Linked DNA regions of Hordeum vulgare: region 1 is linked to region 2. A link is a contact called in public Hi-C data. All regions are on one chromosome and are shown on one strand. The core of a region is the stretch at or near the end of the contact, and the rest is flanking DNA. Distances in the headings are between cores, read along the strand shown. Region 1 holds the start of LOC123409774 (squamosa promoter-binding-like protein 15). Region 2 holds the start of LOC123407509.

Region 1 (2,700 bases), core at 64-2,563, 750 kb after region 2:
CTAGTATCACAAAAAAGTTAGCAACTTTTAGCGTGTTTTTTGCGCAACTCGAGTGCATTTCAACAAGCAACTCATGTGTATACACACGATGCAATTCATCTAGCATCAAAGTTGCTTCTGTTTAATACTAAAGTTGCCTCATATAGCATCGAAGTTGCTTCTGAAAAAATTCTTCAAAACATATTCATATGGGATCTATTTTTAAAGAGTTCGTCGCGAGGAACCCAATGATGAAAGTATATCATAATTTCGACACGCGGTTTGATAGTTATAGTTGAATTTTTTCATACAAAAATTAATGGACATCCAACGCATGCGGAGCCGAGAATGCATATCCAACGCATAATTTAACCATTTCAATTTGATAGCTGACCACATTTGCCATGTGGTTGCTAAAGGGTGAAGTTATTTTTTAACCTTCTAGTCATGATATATAATTTTGAAGGATTTTTCGTTGATAAGCGATCATACTACGCACACTAATAAGAAGTTGCTTTTCTTTAGCACTAAAGTTGCCTAAATATCATCCCATAGTTGTTTAAAAAAATATTAAAATTTATCCATATGTGATCTAGTTTTGAAGAGCTCGTCGTAAGAAACACAACCGTAAAAACGGATAGTTGTTGTAAGGCTCGGTTCAAAAGTCATACTATTTTTTAAATAAAATAAAGTAAAGTTGAATGACTTCCTGCATAGGGTGTTCTTGTTCCAACTAAATAGTACAGCTACATTTTTTGGTATTTATAAAAATATATATTTGCGTACTCGTACTACACGTGTCAGGCCAAGTACAATGATGAAGCAGGACGTAGTACCGTCCGGGGAGGCCCGTTCGCGCAGAGGATACGAGGCAGGCCAGGCAGCCAGCCACTGCGACGTACCGGCACCAGCAGGCAAAGCGACCCGAGAGGAGCGGGCAGGGGGCAAGGGGGGACGCACCCGCACCGCGGCACGGACGCCGCGGTACGAGTACGAGTGGTGGTGCGGTTTGACAGGCCCCGCCCCCGAGAGCAGAGGGCCAGCAGCATCAGTCGTACTACCAGCGCCACTGCACCCGTGCCTATCGCCAACTCCCGCGATGCGGCCTCGCTCGCCCCCAGCCAGCCAGACCCGCCCGTACGGCCCGCGGCGTGGGACGGCGGGGCGCCACCACCCACCCCCGCGCGTTCTTTCCCTCTCGCCCCTGCCCCGCCTCCCCAATTACGCGCCCATTGCCACGCCACGCCACGCCACGCCACGCGAACCCTCCCTCGCCCGCTACACGCTACGCTAGTTGAGCAGCTAATCCCAACCCGAACCCCGTGCGCAGCTGCGCTCGCCCTCCCTCCCACCCGTCCCGTCTCTTCGCCTCGCCCCGATTCCTCCCCCCTCCCACCCACACTCGGTCTTCGTCTCCCCCGACCCCCTCCCTCACCCCTCACGCCTCTCGCCAGCGCCGCGCTCTCGCGTCCCGCCCGCCGTTTCCGCCATTTCTCCGGGCTGCTGCCCACGCCCCGCGTCCGTTTTCTCCCCGCGGGGGCGAGATGAGGTGAGGCGGTTTTCTTCCGGGACTTCGCCGAGCTTCCGTGCGCGCAAAGGTAACTGACTAACAAACCAACTGCTCCGATCGAATCCCCCGCTCCCGCTCGTCGGCGATCGTCGGTTTTGATCCGTGCCGCGGTGCTGGGCTGGCGCAGATCCGAAGGGACAGCCAGCCGGGTGTGCTAGGAAGCGCAGGACCGCGGGTGATGCAGAGGGAGGTGGGGCCGCAGGTGGCCTCCCCGCTGTACCTGCACCAGATCCAGCCGCTGCCTCCCCATGCGGCGGCGGCGGCCAGGAAGCGCGGGACCCCGTGGCCCGCCGCGGACCCGCCGGAGAACGCCGCGATGGGGGCCGGCGCCGCCGCCGGAGGGAACTGGAACCCCAGCATGTGGGACTGGGACAGCCGCGCCTTCACCGCCAGGCCGTCCTCCGACGCGCTCCGCCTCGGCGGCGGCCTGAACCACCACCAACACCACCACCAGCAGCCGCCGCCGCCGCCGCCGCCGGCGACGGCTGCCGAGGCGCAGCGGCAGGGGCGCGGAGGTGCCGGTGACCTGAGCCTTCAGCTGAACCTGCGGGAGGAGGCATCGATGGCGATGGATGTGAGCCCGACAACTACCATGTCTTCTTCGCCTTCTCCGCCTGCACGGACGTCGCAGGAGCAGGCTGCTAGGCCTAGCAAGAGGGTTCGGTCTGGATCGCCCGGAACTGCTTCTGGAGGAGGTGGCGGCGGCGGTGCCGGAGGGAGCGCAAGCGGAGGCGGGAGCTATCCCATGTGCCAGGTGGATGACTGCCGCGCGGATCTCACCAGCGCCAAGGATTATCACCGGAGGCACAAGGTGTGTGAGATCCACAGCAAGACAACCAAGGCGGTAGTTGCCAACCAGATGCAGCGCTTCTGCCAGCAGTGTAGTAGGTAATGATCGTGCCTGCAAACACCTCCTCAAAAATTTCAGTGGCATGATTCTTTGTTATGATGCCACCTTTAGGGATTTATGTCTCCTCATGATTTGAATGGTTTCTTAGTTTGTGTATTGGGCCATAGAAATGGTTTCTCTATCCAATGATGGCAGTGTTTATCTAGTTTCATACTGTATCATTTACCACGTCCGTTCCAAAATACAAGTCATTTTAGAGATTTCACTAAAGACTCCATACGGAGCAAAATGAGTGAATCTA
Region 2 (2,700 bases), core at 95-2,594:
TAATATATACATTTAAAATATTAAATGTATAAAAAAGTAAAACAAAGAAACAAAAACTTAAATATACGAAAAAAGAAGGTTTGGGCCTTCCGTGTTGGTGGTCCAGTCCATTTGGGTCTCCCTTCAAAGGAGGGGTTCCTCCCCAGTCGTTGAAGGCAAGACATAGGGGCCCCTGACGTTGATTGTGTGGGGCTAAGGAAAGAGCAACTAGTTGGTGAGCGCTCCTTCCGGAGCTTCCCAACTATCGCTCTGACGCGTAGCCACTTGGTGGTTCTCAGCCACTGCCACGTGTCACGTTGTATGCATTTTCTTTAAATTTTATTATTTTATTCATTTTCCATACGCGTTTTTGGTTTTTTAGGTGGATTTTTCTATTTTTTCGTTTTTCTAGTTTTCACCAGCCTTTCTTAGCTTTTGGATGAAAAAAATTCAAATCTTTTTTTTGCGTGAAAAAACGTGTTTTGTTTTCCTTTTCGAATAAGCACAGTTTTGCATCAAAGCCATGGATCTGCTTCCGTGAGAGGCACGCTTGCACCTCTCAAAAACAAATAAACATATTTTATATATTTTTTTCCTTTGTGAGAGTTACAGTTTTGTTTCCGCGAGAGGCACGACCGTGCCTCTCGGAGACGAAAAAAATCTGTTTTTTATTCCGTTAAAGACACGGTTTTGCTTCCGCGAGAGGCACGACCGTGCCTCTCGAAAAAAAGCATTTTATGTTTTTTTCTTTCGCGAGAGGCACGATTTTGCTTCCGCTAGAGGCACGATCGTGCTTCTAAAAAAACATTTTCTATTTTTTTCGCGAGAGACACGGTTTTGCTTCTGCGAGAGGCATAGATTTCCTTTCGCGAGAGGCACGGTCGTTCCTTTCAAAAACGAAAAAAAACACATTTTCTGTTTTTCTTTTGTTTCATGAGAGGCACATATTTTCTTTTGCGAAAGACACAATTTTGCTTCCGTGAGAGGCCTCTCGGAAACGAAAAACACGTTTTCTCTTTTTACCGCGCGAGGCATGGTTTTTTCTATCGGTTTTTTGTTCAATTTTTTTTATGAAAATATTTTTTATCAAAACCTATCAACATGGGATCTAGTTTTAAAGATCTTAACGCGAAAAATCCAATGATGAAAATGATTCGAGATTTGAAGGCATAATTTAAGAGATAAAACGTTTTGAAAATACATATCTATGTAAAAATAAAAAAAACTTTTAGGTTGCAACAAGTGGTACACATACAATATGCTATTTGTCATAATTTGGAAAGGTGAAAGTGATCTTTTTGAAAGGAGTACTTCTTAAGTGATTTCAGACTAAGTATTATGACTTTGTGGCATTGCACCATGGGATTGGGCCAGTATGTGCCCTCGAGTTGGGCGGATCGTGGACATTTCCCGTGGATCAAATGGGCCGTCCACTCAACGACTGTTACATCGTGCAGTAGCAGCATTCCGTTCCCTTTCTTGCGGACCAATACGAGACACAGAGGCGATCGAGAGGGGTCGGAGATTCGGGAGAGTCGGCGGCGACGCAGGAGAAAGCGGTCGGGGAGAGGCCGCCTCCCGCCGGGGAGGGTCTCGGAGAGCGTTGGATATGGTGCCGGCGAAGGGGTGGAGCCGGAGGGTCGGGAGCGCCCGCTCGTTCGTGGGGAACGCTCTGGGCGGCGTCCGCGGGTGGACCAACGTCGCCTCCTGGGCCGTCGCCGGGACCCTCGCCTACTACCTATGGGTCCAACCCGCGCGCCAGCTCCAGAAGGAGCAGCAGGTTGATTTCTCCTTGCTAATTCTTATTACCCCTGTGATTGTCTTCTATTGGATGGATCAGTCTGGACATGTCGCTTTCTCGGATGAGATCGCGGTAGGTTGCAGTCCCCCGCTTAGTTAATTTTGTCGAAATGCGTGTATAGGTGCTGGTATCAAGAACTTTCTGATTATTACTAGGAACTGTGCGCTGGTTTGATGCAGCTGTCTTGCTTTCGGTAGGGACTGTGGCTAAAATTGGCAACTTCTTTTTTCCTCCCAACCTCACCTATAGGAAACGCCACTGAAATTCCCCACACAAAAAGAGGAAACACCACTGAAACTACAAGCCGCTAGTGTGTTGACTTGAGCGCTGCCATTATATTTTACTTGGTTGAGCTATTGTTGCTTGTAGATCTAAGATTGTGAATCTGAATATGTTCTGCCTTCCAGCAAGAATAATGTGACGATGTATTTTATTAAATGCCTCGTTCATGGCATATTATTAGATGGGATACCTGTGAAGAACCAGGCAGGAAGGTGGCAAACTAGAAACTACGTAGAGCGAATAAATGGCCATGCTCTTATAAAGGTGGAACGGCTATGTTCAGCTCTTGCATCGACCATATTGGAAATGATAATCTGAATTGTCACGTGCTGTGTGTTGCCGTTTTTTGAAACGGTCACTTGTTCCATTTAAATTTTAAAAGTGTGGTTTAAGAAGCAAAAGAACAAAATGTTCTTCAGTTACAAATGTATCATATCCTGATAAGCAGCTATTACTTCTTCTTTATCTGAATCTTTCTTTGATATATAGTGGTATGCTGTTTTCTCTATTTCATCCACGTATGCCTTTGGTTGCACATCCAGGGAATGCTCCCAATCACTGCAAACTGTTGCAGTTTTATCTTATTTCAAGCTTCCCCTTTTAATTTATCAAGTTTAATCTGGCGATTTTTCTCTCCA

What was found. Hi-C and Micro-C count contacts between places; a contact is called where the count stands out from the background.
Region 1: a contact with region 2 is called in a Hi-C map of seedling, with 4 times the contacts expected there. The contact joins the promoter of LOC123409774 here to the promoter of LOC123407509 in region 2. A contact is called at or near these places in 2 of 6 Hi-C or Micro-C datasets (leaf and seedling).

The regions. Positions count from the first base shown.
Region 1 is chr7H:183,008,715-183,011,414 of MorexV3_pseudomolecules_assembly, forward strand. LOC123409774 (squamosa promoter-binding-like protein 15) reads left to right here and starts at 1,314. Exons shown (of 11, transcript XM_045102643.1): 1 at 1,314-1,577; 2 at 1,677-2,437. The coding sequence starts at 1,728. LOC123409775 reads left to right here. Exons shown (of 2, transcript XM_045102645.1): 2 at 784-1,273. The coding sequence starts at 794. The coding sequence ends at 1,273.
Region 2 is chr7H:182,254,937-182,257,636 of MorexV3_pseudomolecules_assembly, forward strand. It overlaps LOC123407509, which reads left to right and starts at 1,345. Exons shown (of 3, transcript XM_045100657.1): 1 at 1,345-1,759. The coding sequence starts at 1,355.